3 separate regions of the Mus musculus genome follow, and all the other regions are linked to region 1. Evidence: chromatin contacts called from public HiCAR-type and HiChIP or PLAC-seq data. All regions are on one chromosome and are shown on one strand. The core of a region is the stretch at or near the end of the contact, and the rest is flanking DNA. Distances in the headings are between cores, read along the strand shown.

What was found. HiCAR-type assays count read pairs that join an accessible place to other places. HiChIP or PLAC-seq counts read pairs in DNA pulled down with a chosen protein or histone mark.
Region 2: a contact with region 1 is called in a HiCAR-type map of embryonic stem cells, with 2.9 times the contacts expected there. The contact joins the enhancer-like site here to the promoter of Hoxd13 in region 1. A contact is called at or near these places in 21 of 39 promoter capture datasets (the 3T3-L1 cell line, 3T3-L1-derived adipocytes, the C10 cell line and 13 more), 1 of 15 datasets of contacts at CTCF or cohesin (embryonic stem cells), 18 of 484 Hi-C or Micro-C datasets (the HPC-7 cell line, cardiomyocytes, cerebellar granule neurons and 5 more), 12 of 115 datasets of contacts at active chromatin or transcription factors (craniofacial prominence, embryonic hindbrain, embryonic limb bud and 5 more) and 2 of 9 other capture datasets (embryonic stem cells and embryonic trunk).
Region 3: an H3K4me3 HiChIP or PLAC-seq map of embryonic basal ganglia shows a contact between it and region 1, with 11 times the contacts expected there. The contact joins the enhancer-like site here to the promoter of Hoxd13 in region 1. A contact is called at or near these places in 9 of 39 promoter capture datasets (the C10 cell line, the HPC-7 cell line, HPC-7-derived erythroid cells and 6 more), 1 of 484 Hi-C or Micro-C datasets (embryonic stem cells), 10 of 115 datasets of contacts at active chromatin or transcription factors (craniofacial prominence, embryonic basal ganglia, embryonic forebrain and 7 more) and 1 of 9 other capture datasets (embryonic stem cells).

What each region holds. Positions count from the first base shown.
Region 1 is chr2:74,666,242-74,670,122 of GRCm38.p6, reverse strand. Hoxd13 (homeobox D13) reads right to left here and starts at 1,898. Exons shown (of 2, transcript NM_008275.4): 1 at 1,045-1,898; 2 at 1-237. The coding sequence starts at 1,813. Gm31790 (a long non-coding RNA gene) reads right to left here. Exons shown (of 3, transcript XR_374674.2): 3 at 3,232-3,635.
Region 2 is chr2:73,797,287-73,801,167 of GRCm38.p6, reverse strand. No RefSeq gene overlaps it. Among named protein-coding and RNA genes, the nearest start is that of Chn1, 24 kb to the right of the region's middle. Within about 2 kb of position 2,172, at least 17 of the 459 cell types and tissues checked have an H3K27ac peak or open chromatin away from gene starts, as enhancers often do. A contact at or near this core is called in embryonic stem cells and trophoblast stem cells, where this site is marked.
Region 3 is chr2:73,990,088-73,993,968 of GRCm38.p6, reverse strand. No RefSeq gene overlaps it. Among named protein-coding and RNA genes, the nearest start is that of Gm31472, 14 kb to the right of the region's middle. Within about 2 kb of position 1,933, at least 10 of the 459 cell types and tissues checked have an H3K27ac peak or open chromatin away from gene starts, as enhancers often do.

The DNA.
Region 1 (3,881 bases), core at 649-3,148:
CTTTGAGCTTGGAGACGATTTTCTTGTCCTTCACCCTTCGATTCTGAAACCAAATGGTTACTTGTCTCTCCGAAAGGTTCGTGGCAGCTGAGATCCGCCGCCGCTTGTCCTTGTTAATGAACTTGTTAATGGCATACTCATTCTCCAGTTCTTTGAGCTGCAGTTTGGTGTAAGGCACCCTTTTCTTCCTTCCCCGTCGGTAGACGCACATGTCCGGCTGGTTTAAAGCCACATCTCCTAGCATAAACAACAGCAGGGGAAACATTAGCCTGGATACTTGGAACACCTAAGCTTTGAGTTGTGTTAATGTGAGTGCGTTTGTTATTTGTTAGTACTGGGCGGGGGAAGGGAGGGAATAAAGAAAATGAGATTGTTTATACTTTATTATTATTTACACAGACATATTATTTACACAGTATTAAAGAAAGACTATTTGCACTTTGAGACAAAGGCTAATTTGATGGATCATCATGGTTTTTCAAACCGGCATTTTAACAAGCCTGTGATTTTATGGTCTGGTTATTGGGGGAAGCTCATAAGGACAGTTTCTGCAATTGCCAGTTGCATACATTCAAACACACACACACACACACACACACACACACACACTTCAGATCTTTTACTCAAGCTTTAATCTCTTCTACTGTGTTTGGGAGTTTATGGGCTCTAAGAAGCTTCAGTGGTCATTGGAACCCCACTTGAAAACACGGGGACCCAACTCTGGCACCTTTCAGAAACCTCTTTAGTCAGGGGAGTGAGGAAGGGAGGGGGATGGGGTTAGGGAAAGGGGAAAGAGGGAGGGAGGGAGAGGAAGGGGGAAGCAGCAAAGGTAACGAAAGATCTTGAACTTTAGTGGATAAAAAGCACTTGTGCTTCACGGGAAGGAAAACATAGCAGAGGCGCTTTTAATTGGGAAAGTCAGAGATCACAGAGACTAAACAAATTTTTCTAGTGGATTATACCTGGTCAGGCCTGGAATATAAGTAACCACTCCCAAATAGGGGCTTTTCTTTTTTCTCCCTCCCCTTTTTTCGTTGCTCCTACCTGGAAAGGATGATTTCCAAAAATGGGACCCCTGTGGCTGATCCTTGGCACAGTACACCTGGCTGTTCCACCCGTTGGCTAGCGTCCAGGACTGGTAGCCCTCCATGGAGATGTATGCCTCGTGCCGAGGTTCCCCGGATCCAAAAGTGGACACCATGTCGATGTAGCCAGGCACGTGCTGATAGGGACTTGTGTAGCCCTGGTAGAAGGACACTTCCTTGGCTCTTGCGGGCACCTCGTTGGTCGGTACGCTGCTGCTCGCCAGGCCCGACACGTCCATGTACTTCTCCACCGGGAAACCTCCGAGAGAAGCGTGCGGGGACGACTTGAGAGCGTTCTGCTGTAAGCCTACGCCGTGCGACATGCGGCAGCTGTAGTAACCGTTGCCGAAGTGGTAGCCATAGCCCAGCGCGGGAGCGCCCGGCGGTGCTGCAGCGGTCGCGGCGGCCGCTGGCGCGGGACACTCTTTGGCCACAGGAGCCTCGGGGCGAGTGGCGATCACAGCCGAGGATGACGACGACGACGAAGAGCCTGTGCGCTCAGAGGTCCCTGGGTAAGCGAAGCTGGATGCTGCCGCCGCTGCCGCCGCCGCTGCTGCGGCCGCCGCCGCCGCGCGTCCGGAATGTGTCCCCGCGAACACCGGCGCCGACAGGAAGCCGCGACACTGGCCAGGCGCTGCTACGGAGGAGGAGGAGGAGGCCGGTGCCGCCCCAGCGGCCCCGCCGTCCGCCCGCAGCCCATCCATGTCCCAAGTCCCCGAGCGGCTCATGGCCCGGCCTGGCCCGGCCCGGGCCCCGGCCTCGGCCCCGCGCAGGACACCATGGCGCGCTGCGCCTCCTCCCTCCTCGCTGTGTTCCGCGGCGCGCTCGCTCCCGCCCTTTCCCTCCCGTCCTCTCTCCCTCCGCGAGCCTCCCGCCTCCTGCCCGCCCGCCCGCCCGCCCGCCCTCCAACAGGTTAGCTCATCGCGGGACGTTTATAAAAACGAAGTTCAGGTTGGGAGGGGGCCTGGGACGGTCAGGGGGCCGTCTCCCGCCCCGAGGGCGCCGGCCGGGGACCCTGCCATTGGCTGCGCCGGGACACGTGGGGGTGGGGGCGCGGGAGAGCCTGGCTCCCAGCCCAGGTCCGGCTGGACCCACCCACCCGGTCCCCACCCCTCTTCAGCCCTTTGGGAGGCCCACCTCGCATCCCCGCCCTCCCCCAGACCCAGGAGTTGACTTTGCAGCCACCCCCTGATTGCGCGACGGCCCATCTCGGGCCTGTCTGCGAGGCGGGCGCCGAGGCCTGCGCTTCATCTCCGCAACCGTTGTTTTTGCCACTGCTCTTTGGCTCCTCGAGCTGCACACCAAAGTGAGGATGAAGGACAGAGATGAGCAGAATGACGAGAAAACAGAGCAATTCTATTTTTAAAAACCTGTTGCTCATCTTTCCTTAGTCTACCGCGTCACCCCAAATTCGAGACAGCTCATCCTACCTTGAACATACCTAACGAACGGGTAAAAGTATTCCACACATAGGACATCAGTCGGAGTAGATCCTTCCTATACAGCACCATCGGCCCACAAAAATACTCACGAAACAGTCTTGGGGCAGCATCAGAGACTTAGAATTCATCTCGAAGCCGCAAGCCTGACAATCGGCGCAACTAGGAAGTCCACAGATGTTCGGTTCACGTCTCTGCTCTTGGCCAGCCGGCAGTCACTTTGCCAGGCTGGCCTTAGCTTCAGCTTGGCCTCCTCCTGCCCAGCCCAAAAGACTCCGTACCAGCGCGGGAGGAGAAAGCCACTCAATAGAGTGCCACGAATCTTCTGCGCCTCGCCCACAGCATACCGGCCTCTAGCTTTTTGCAGCCACCACCCACCCCCGCCCGTTACTCACACCAATTAATTGAAAACTTCACTTTCCCAGGGACCTTTGTTTCGCTTCCTTTTCCAGGCTGCCAACAGCAGGGAATTGAGTGTGTCAAGTCAAGGGGGTGTCCTTTCTTCTCTTCTCGTCTCTTTTCTTTTCTTTTCTTTTCTTTTCTTTTCTTTTCTTTTCTTTTCTTTTCTTTTCTTTTCTTTTCTTTTCTTTTCTTTTCTCTTCTCTTCTCTTCTCTTTTCTTCTTCTTCTTCTTCTTCTTCTTCTTCTTCTTCTTCTTCTTCTTCTTCTTCTTCTTCTCTCTCTCTCTGTCCGCCCCCCCCCCCCCCACCACCACCAAGTAAAGTCCGGACTGGTGACAGGCGCAGTCCGAGTTCATAGAACTTCATAGGGACAGAGTAGGCTCTAGTTGTGAGTACCGGAGGAGCTAATACCAGATAGAGTTAGGTAGGGTGGCTCTAATCGCTCTGTATTTCCACCTCCTCTCACAGAGTCTTAACAACTTATGGGTCGTCCTTGTGAGCTCTGATTTGAATCTAGGTCGGTCTCCTGAGAGCTATTTTAGACTTGGTTAGTCAAGAGTGCTGGGTGGGTGCGTGAGCCTCAAAGTGGGCCAGTTTGATGCTGTACTATCAACCTTCAGACCAGTTTATCTTTTAAGAAAATCACTCCCCTAAACGTGCAATACTAAGTCCAGCTTGTCACTCAGCGTCACTGCCTTCTGAAAATAAGCTCTGAGAAAGAAGAAGAAAAGAAGAAAAGGAGTGAGCAAGGTCCTTCTGGGCCTGGTCTGGTCTGGCATCACAGGGTGGGCTGATGGCATTAGAGTGTTGACACAAAAACCACAGTAACCATAAAAGGCTCAAATAAGGGGATGGGGGTGTAGGTTATGAGAGGTACTGGAAACTAAGAGAATTTGTATAACTTTTAAAAATCCTAGACCTGGTCATGGTCAAATTCAAACCCGGAGGGTCTCTCCA
Region 2 (3,881 bases), core at 923-3,422, 870 kb after region 1:
TTCCTCTTCCTCCCCCTCATCTTCCTCCCCTCCCTCTCCTCTTTTTTTTTTTTTTTCTGAAAAAAAAAGTTACTGAAAAGCAGCAGCTGAAGGGAGAGGGGTTTGGCTTACGGTTTGAGGTGGCACAGGTTGTCAGCCTCAGGTGTCAGGTGTCCAGCGTTTGAGGCAGCTGGGCACACTGTGTCTACAGTCAGGATGCTGTAGCTCAGCCCACCTCCTCCTACACAGGCTAGGACTTCAGCCATGGGACGGCACTATCCACACTCGGGATGAGTCTCCCCTTGTCAGCTAAACCTTTCTGGAAATGCCCTCAAAGATACACCCAGAGCTGCTTCCCAGTCTAGCCAACAGTGAAGAAAGACCATCACGTAGTTTTAATTTCTTTTTAATTTTTATATTTATGGATGTATACATACTTGTAAGTATATGTTTATGTATTTATTTACTGTTTTCCTTTCTTTCTTTCTTTCTTTTTTTTTTTTTTTTTTGAGACAGATTCTCTCTACCTAGCCTGGCTGCCCTGGAATTTACTATGTAGACCACACTGGCCTTGAACTTCCTGACACTCTGCCTCCTTAGTGTTGGGGATAAAGACATCCACTGCTACACCCGGCTTAGTTTTTATTACTAAGTTAAAAAAATAGTTTATTTCTACGAAAAATCGTAGTATGAAGGCAAATACTTTGGGGGCAGGAAGGGATCAAGTTGGTTTTATTAAAGATTAAAAGTCATGACCCATCCAGCAGGTCCAGTTATTCGAGGATCTCGAGGGGACCTCCTCCTAAGAACCAAATGGGGGGTAGAGAGAGACGAGGGTCTTGTACGAATAACGACACGGAAACCGTTCTGAAGTTGTATCAAGACCCCACTATATTGAGAAAGGTCCAAGGCTTAAATGCACAAGCAAAAGGGGAAGTACAGATACTTATCAGTGGGAGGGGTAGGGCAATACAAGCAAAAGGGGAAGTAATTATCAGTGGGAGGGGTAGGGCAATGCAAGCAAAAGGAGAAGTACTTATGGGAAGGGGGGCAATAGAAATTCTTTCTTTTGACAGCTACACGGGGAAGCAGGAACTTGGTGGTGTCAGGGTGTGGTCAGGAGAGCGGTGATGACCCAGGGCTGGAACATCCCGTAGTTCTCGGAATCCATGTGTCGGTGGCCCGCCTTTGACCCTCTTTTCTTCTTGGGGGGAGAGGCCCAATTCAGAGATCAGGACAATAGCGTTGCATTAATGGCTCCCAACAAAGTCAATTAATCCAAAGCATTGATTCTGATAGTTTGTCTTTGTTTCCTCCTCCTCCTCCTCCTTCTCCTCTTATTCCTCCTTCTATTTTTTCTTTTCAAGACAGAGTTTCTCTTTAGAACCCTGTCCTGGAACTCTCTCTGTAGATCATGCTGGCCTCGAGCTCAGAGATCTGCCTGCTTCTACCTCTGCCTCGGGAGTGCTGAGACTAAAGAAGTGTGCTACTACCAGCTTTTTTGTTGGTAGTCATTGTTTTTCTGTTCATTTGTTCCTTTTGTTTTGTTTCAGGCCTTCCCTTCTTAAGACAACCTCTTTTTTACCTTCTTCTGTCTCTCTATCTCCCTTGCAGAACTGTAGCCTAACCCTCCTTTTTTCTACTGTAGATAACTCCCTAGATGATGAGTCCCACTGCCTGTAGCTACCACTCCATCTACCCAGAGATGATTGAGCTTCCCTTCCATAAATCCAGACCCAGATGTGCAACTGCCTGTCAAGTGTCTCCACCAGAGTGTCACCCAGGTCACTTGTTGTCTCCACACGCCCCTCATCTTACAGATAATGTCCTCAAAAGACACATTCTGTGGAGGAAGACTGTGAAAAACAAAAACTCCCACTGGGTATAAAGACATTGGAGAAACTCCGAGTAGCTTAAGTGAAGCAGTTTATTTTACAATGTTACAAAGCCAGGTGTCATTGGGAACAGTGGGTGCTCTCATGGAGCACAGAAAAGTTTTGATAACCAAGGGCCTAGGGGCTGGAGAGATGGCTCAGCAGCTAAGAGCATTGGTTGCCTCTTCCTGAGGACATAGGTTCAATTCTCAGCACCCACGTGGAAGCTCACCAAGGGCCCTCCCTGCCTTTGCATCTTTCCCTCATCTCTGCTTCCTGCACATGGGCCGTCTCTACATTTTACATCCTGTTTGTTTTAAAGCGCACCAGGAATGTGACCTTGTTTGCACACCTCAGTCAGCTTTACTAGTCAGGTTGTTAAGGGCAATGGCCCATTGTCTCAGCTATTCCTCCAGGTCACCGTGTCCCAGTGAAGACATGCTTAGCCATAGGCAGTGCAGACATGCTTTGGGTGAACTACTAAATTAATCAATAAAGCAGCATCTAATAATTAGGCGCTTTACCTTATAATACTTTAATGAGGCAAGCTACACTGTTGCAATTCTCTACTCTGACCTTTCAGTTTGAGTGGGTGAGCTTGTGGGGGAGAACTAGACTGCCAGCAGGGCTCCAGGGCTTTCTGTGAATCTGTAACTAGACACAAATTGACTCAAGATACTTTTATTTTATTTTATTTTATTTTATTTTAATGGGAGCGTCCTCAGCAAACACTGAGAGCAGCTCTAGCCTACATTCCAGTCTTACTGCATTTTCCTATTGATTTTATTGGACCTAACCTTGATTTCCATATCTAACAAATCATAGACCCAACTCTTTCTATTCCATTCCCCCAACTGTCTCTTGAATCTTTTCATGAACAGTCGAGGGGGAGTGATTATCAGTCACAGGACTGAACATATGGCTGCTGTTAGCACCTTCATTCAGGCCACAGCCCGTGCTCAGCTTCATGAACTGAATCACTTCCTAAGTGGATTCTCACCTCCAGCTGCTGCGCTCCATCTCTCTAGCCCTGCACAAACATTATCCTGCTTTTGTTCTATTGAGACAAAGCCTCGTGTAGCCCAGACTGGCTTCAAATTGGCTACATAACCAAGGATGGCTTTAAACTTCTGATTATTCTGCTTTTGCTTTCCAAGTGCTGGGTTTACAAATCCAGCTCACCTGGCTAACACAGGTGTGTGTGTTTGTGTATATGTGTGTGTGTGTGTGTGTATGTGATATATATATATCTCACACCTGAAAAGTGAAATCAGATTCCATTACCCAACAGTTGTGAGCCATCACATGGTTGCTAGGAATTGAACTCAGGACCTCTGGAAGAGTAATCAGTGCTCTCAACCGCTGAGCCATCTCTCCAACCCACCTCTCTCTTTTCAACAGTGCATTCTAAGGTCTAGCCAGAGCTATTCACAGCTCATGAAGACAATCAATTACAGTGTACATTGCTGCTTGTTACTGAGGCTCTCTACTTAGAAGTCACTCTCTCCAGAAGGGCTTTCTCGACTAAGTTCTATGTGTGTTTACACAGATTTTGCATCGTGCTTCTCCAGGAGTTAGTTTTTGTTTTTTAATACAGAGACTGATGTAGACTTGTAGAACCATTTGTTATAGATGATGGTCTTTTGGGACTAACCTGGAATCCTCTCTATCTGTTCCCATACACCCGGAAACACATGCATTCATATTATTTTAATTTTCTTTCCATTAGACTGTAAACTCTATGAAGGTATGGATTGTATCTGACAACTTCTCTCTGTGTAATTAATCTCTATATTCTGGAGATATGGTACACAGTATGTGCTCAGTGAATGGGATAAATGAATTTAATCAAGATGAGCATGTATACACTACTTTTGAAATGAGATTCCTTTTAGTTCAGTGATGGGTGACTCTATTTAATTCTATAGAGTGATTATAAAAGCCCTTCTTTATCATTAAAGATTTATTTACTTTATGTATGTGAGTACATTGTCTGTCTTCAGACATACCAAAAGAGAGCATCGGGTC
Region 3 (3,881 bases), core at 684-3,183, 680 kb after region 1:
TTTGCCCAACAGGTATGAGCTAGAGCAGGTGTATAAGAAGACAACTTCTCTCTCTCTCTCTCTCTCTCTCTCTCTCTCTCTCTCTCTCTCTCTCCCTCTCTCTCTCTCTCTCTCTCTCTCTCTCTCTCTCTCTCTCCCCTCTCTCTTGTCCTTCTCTGTCTCTGCCCACCACTATCACCTTTCTTTGCCTGCCTGTACCTCAACTCCATGTCCCCTTCCCATCCTCTAATAAATTTCCTTCTATACTAGGCCTGTCGTAAGGCTGATTGTTCAGTACGACACCTCTGCATGGGCCCACTGAGATGCTCCCTCCTGCTGCATTATACCACCATTTTATAAAACACAACAATGTGTGTGCATCCTTAGCTTTCTCCGGCTGCCATAACAACATACCACATGCTGAGCAATTTACAAAGCAAAAAAAAAAAAAAAAAAGAAAAGAAAGAAAAAAGAAAAGACCGCTTCTTTTTGAAATGTATTTTCTCCCAGTCTTGAGGTCCAAGATCAAAGTGCTGGTTTCACATAAGGCTCCTCTCCTCTGTTCACAGGTGGCTCTCCTCTCTGATGACTGTGTGTGTCTAAACCTTCTCTTTTTTATAAGGAATTAAATTAGATTGGTGGCTCCTTGGAAAAAGCACTCGCCATCAAGTGTGAGCCAGTGTTCTGGTCCTCCAAGCCTACATAAAAGCCAGGTAGATGAGAGTTCTCTGTAATCCCAGAACTCAGGAAACAAAAACAGGATATCTCCAGGGCAAAATGGCTAGACTGACTAATCTTAATTGGCTGGTGGGTCCTGGTTTCGGCAAAAGGCCCTTCTTTAACAAATATAATAGAGTGTGATGGAGGAAAGCATGCAAGGTTAATTTCAGTCCTCAGTGAGCATGCTCATACATGCATATACACGCACATCGATGCACATAGGCACTGTTTGTGGGGATGGTGCGTGCTTGTGCATGTGCGTTGACTAGACTGGGGAGACTCTCCATTCACTCACCTCTTTAAAATCCCTATACCCACCCACACACACTGAGACCTAAGGGGTTGGGGTTTCAGCCCAGGAGTTTGGAAAGGACACACGATGCAGGTCCTTACTGAGCAGTTTCACCCTGCAGATATTCCTTGGGATGAGGTTGGCCTCTACATCTCTGCATTTCCCTGCACTAACACCCAAATTTCTTTGCCCCAAGTCACCCTTACTTGAGTTACAGTGGGAATGAACAGTGTGCCCAGTACACTAAACGGATATGCCAAGTCCACACAGTAGTGGTCTCAAAACATGCTCTGGTTAATGGCATAAGTCGAGGGGACGGAGAGGGGAGACCAATGGCATAAGTCGAAGGGATGGAGAGGGGAGACCAATAGGAAGTTTCACAGCCTGAGCTGCACAGAAACAGATTCCATCACCCAGACTCTTTTCTACTTTTGCTCTCTCTTCCACCCTATGGAGTGAAGGAAATCAAATCCTGAGGAGGAGGGGAGAGCTGGTTATCCTAAATAACAATGGTATCTGTGGGGTCAAGGTCAAGTGGAGATAGAGGAAGAGGAGACCAGGAGGGTGCGCTCCAGTTAAAGGGACCTGAAGAGACTTAGAACACTTGTCTCAGTATCAGCAAGGTGTTGCTTTATCCTTGTTCATCCCTGTTTGGTTGTACTCTAGAAGACAGTGAGTGTGCTCATCAGGAAAGTGTCCCCCTTCCTCAAAAAGATAACAGTGTCCAGGAGGCCTGGGAATCCTCCAGTAGGTTGTAGAAATACACACAGCATGAACATGGAAAGGAAAAACACAAACAACCCATTCCCTGGGCTGTTTTTCTCCTTTCCCAGTTACAAGAGGAGGGCTTGCAAATGTGAGTGTCTGTGTAATTCAAGCCCTGGCGGAGTGCCTTCTACAGGGCTCTGCACTGTGTTCGATAAATGGATGTTGTCAATGACGACACCATTGTGCAGTCACATTTGTTTCTTCGGCCGGATGCACGGCATCTGCATGGTTCCATTGTTCTTTGGGGGCTCTTCCCTCCTTAAAATGATGGATCGCCCGGTAATAAGAGTGCTTGTGCCTTTATCACCGCCCATTGTGCCTCCTTTGGCTTCCCTTTCACTGCCAGGGCCATCGGCTGAGGATCCGCTCAGTCTCTTGTTGGCTTTGTGGTACCTAGCAGCTCCCAGCCATTCTGGTTTTAAAATATCGGAAGCTCTTTGATTGTAATCATCGGGGTTTGTCGGTTAGAGGAGGTACGGATTGTGTTTTAATTGTTCGGAAACAACAGTATCCTGACTAGCCTTAGCCAAGTGAGTCTCCCCTGAGCAAAGATGACCCAGCTGGTGAAAATGAAGGAGCAGATTCAGCAATAAAAACCAGGGGGTGGCCTACCAGACGGGTTATCTTCTTCTTTAACCTTGGAGCCAATCTCCAAATGCAGATGTCGAAAATAAAAATATAAATGAATACATTAAGCACCTAGACTAATGTTTTAGCAAATAATCATCACAAGCTGTAAGCTTGATCCCTCGTCTCTGTATGTGGCGTTGCTACTGTGGCACTCGCTATGATACCCATTACTGCATCCACAGATCAGAGCCCAGGAGACAACAGCCCCTGGAGGAAGAGTCAGTGGGAAAACAAAAGCCCCAGTTTTTATTTTCCACACAATCACAAAGTGCAGTGAAGGTGCTGTGATAGAGTCAGATACCATACACAGGGTACAGCGACAGACTCCACAGCTCAGGGACAAATCTCACTGAGGAGATATGACCTACACAACTACAGTTCCCAAAGGATCCCCCTGATGTTTAGGCCTGAATTAGAAATCTGCATTAACAACTTAGTCATTTTTCTCCTGCATTGTATAACAGTTACAATGTATGTGCCATTTGCCTTACTTAAAGCCTTGACTGTGTCCCCTGGGCTTTCTGATAGCTCTACCGGTGGCTCTGGTGCTACCAGATGTTTTGAACAAGCAATAGCACAACTGTCTTCCCCAGCCTTTGTTGAGCAGTAAAGATGTAAGAGCACTCCATCTGGACCTTGTCCTAGCCCACAGACAGAACAACAGCACCCTACAATGGGTATGGGGGAAGGAACCCTAAAACCAGATCTAAGAGATCGGGGTCCTGCTGCCTGACTGCCATTTCATTAGCAGACGAGGGAAGGTCATTGTAGCACTGTCACCACTGGGGACTGTCACCACTGGGGACTGTCACCACTGGGGACTTTGGGCATCCAGCAAACAAAACCATCCACAAGAAAGTATTGACTAAGCCGCTGCTCTACCCGTTTCCCTCTTCAAATGCTTCTTCAGGCTAGGAATGAGCAGGGAAACTCTTGGCTCCTCATTTTAATGTGATAGTTACATTTTATCTTATTCTAAATTAAACACTTGAAAGAGGCTTTGGCTACTTTGTTCGTCAGTGTTCTGAAGCTTCTAGCTGGAGAGCTGAGGGATATGACTATGGAGTCCATAAGCCATGGGTACTTAGAAATATTTAGTTATCAAGGGCGCAAATTTTTATTCTAACACCAATGAGAAGGACTTATCATTTTTCTTCATTAAAAACAGAGTTGCATGTAATCTTTGTAGGATAAAGCAGAATGTAAATAAAATTAAATAAGATTGTTGACTATAACTATTTTATACACATCTTAACTTGCCCTAACAACATAAGTTTTAACTCTCTTATGTGTATTTTTGCTAAGAAATTTGAAAGATAGATTTTTTTTCACCCCCAGCAATTTCTCTAAAGACTTTTCCAAGGTCACCTAAAAGAAAAACATAAATATCCACTCTTCATCCGAAATAAGTTCAAACCTTTATTTTAATCTTGGCTTTTTCCACATTGGAATGAAAAGGAAATGATAGGCTTTTTAAAACTCCCTCCAGGCC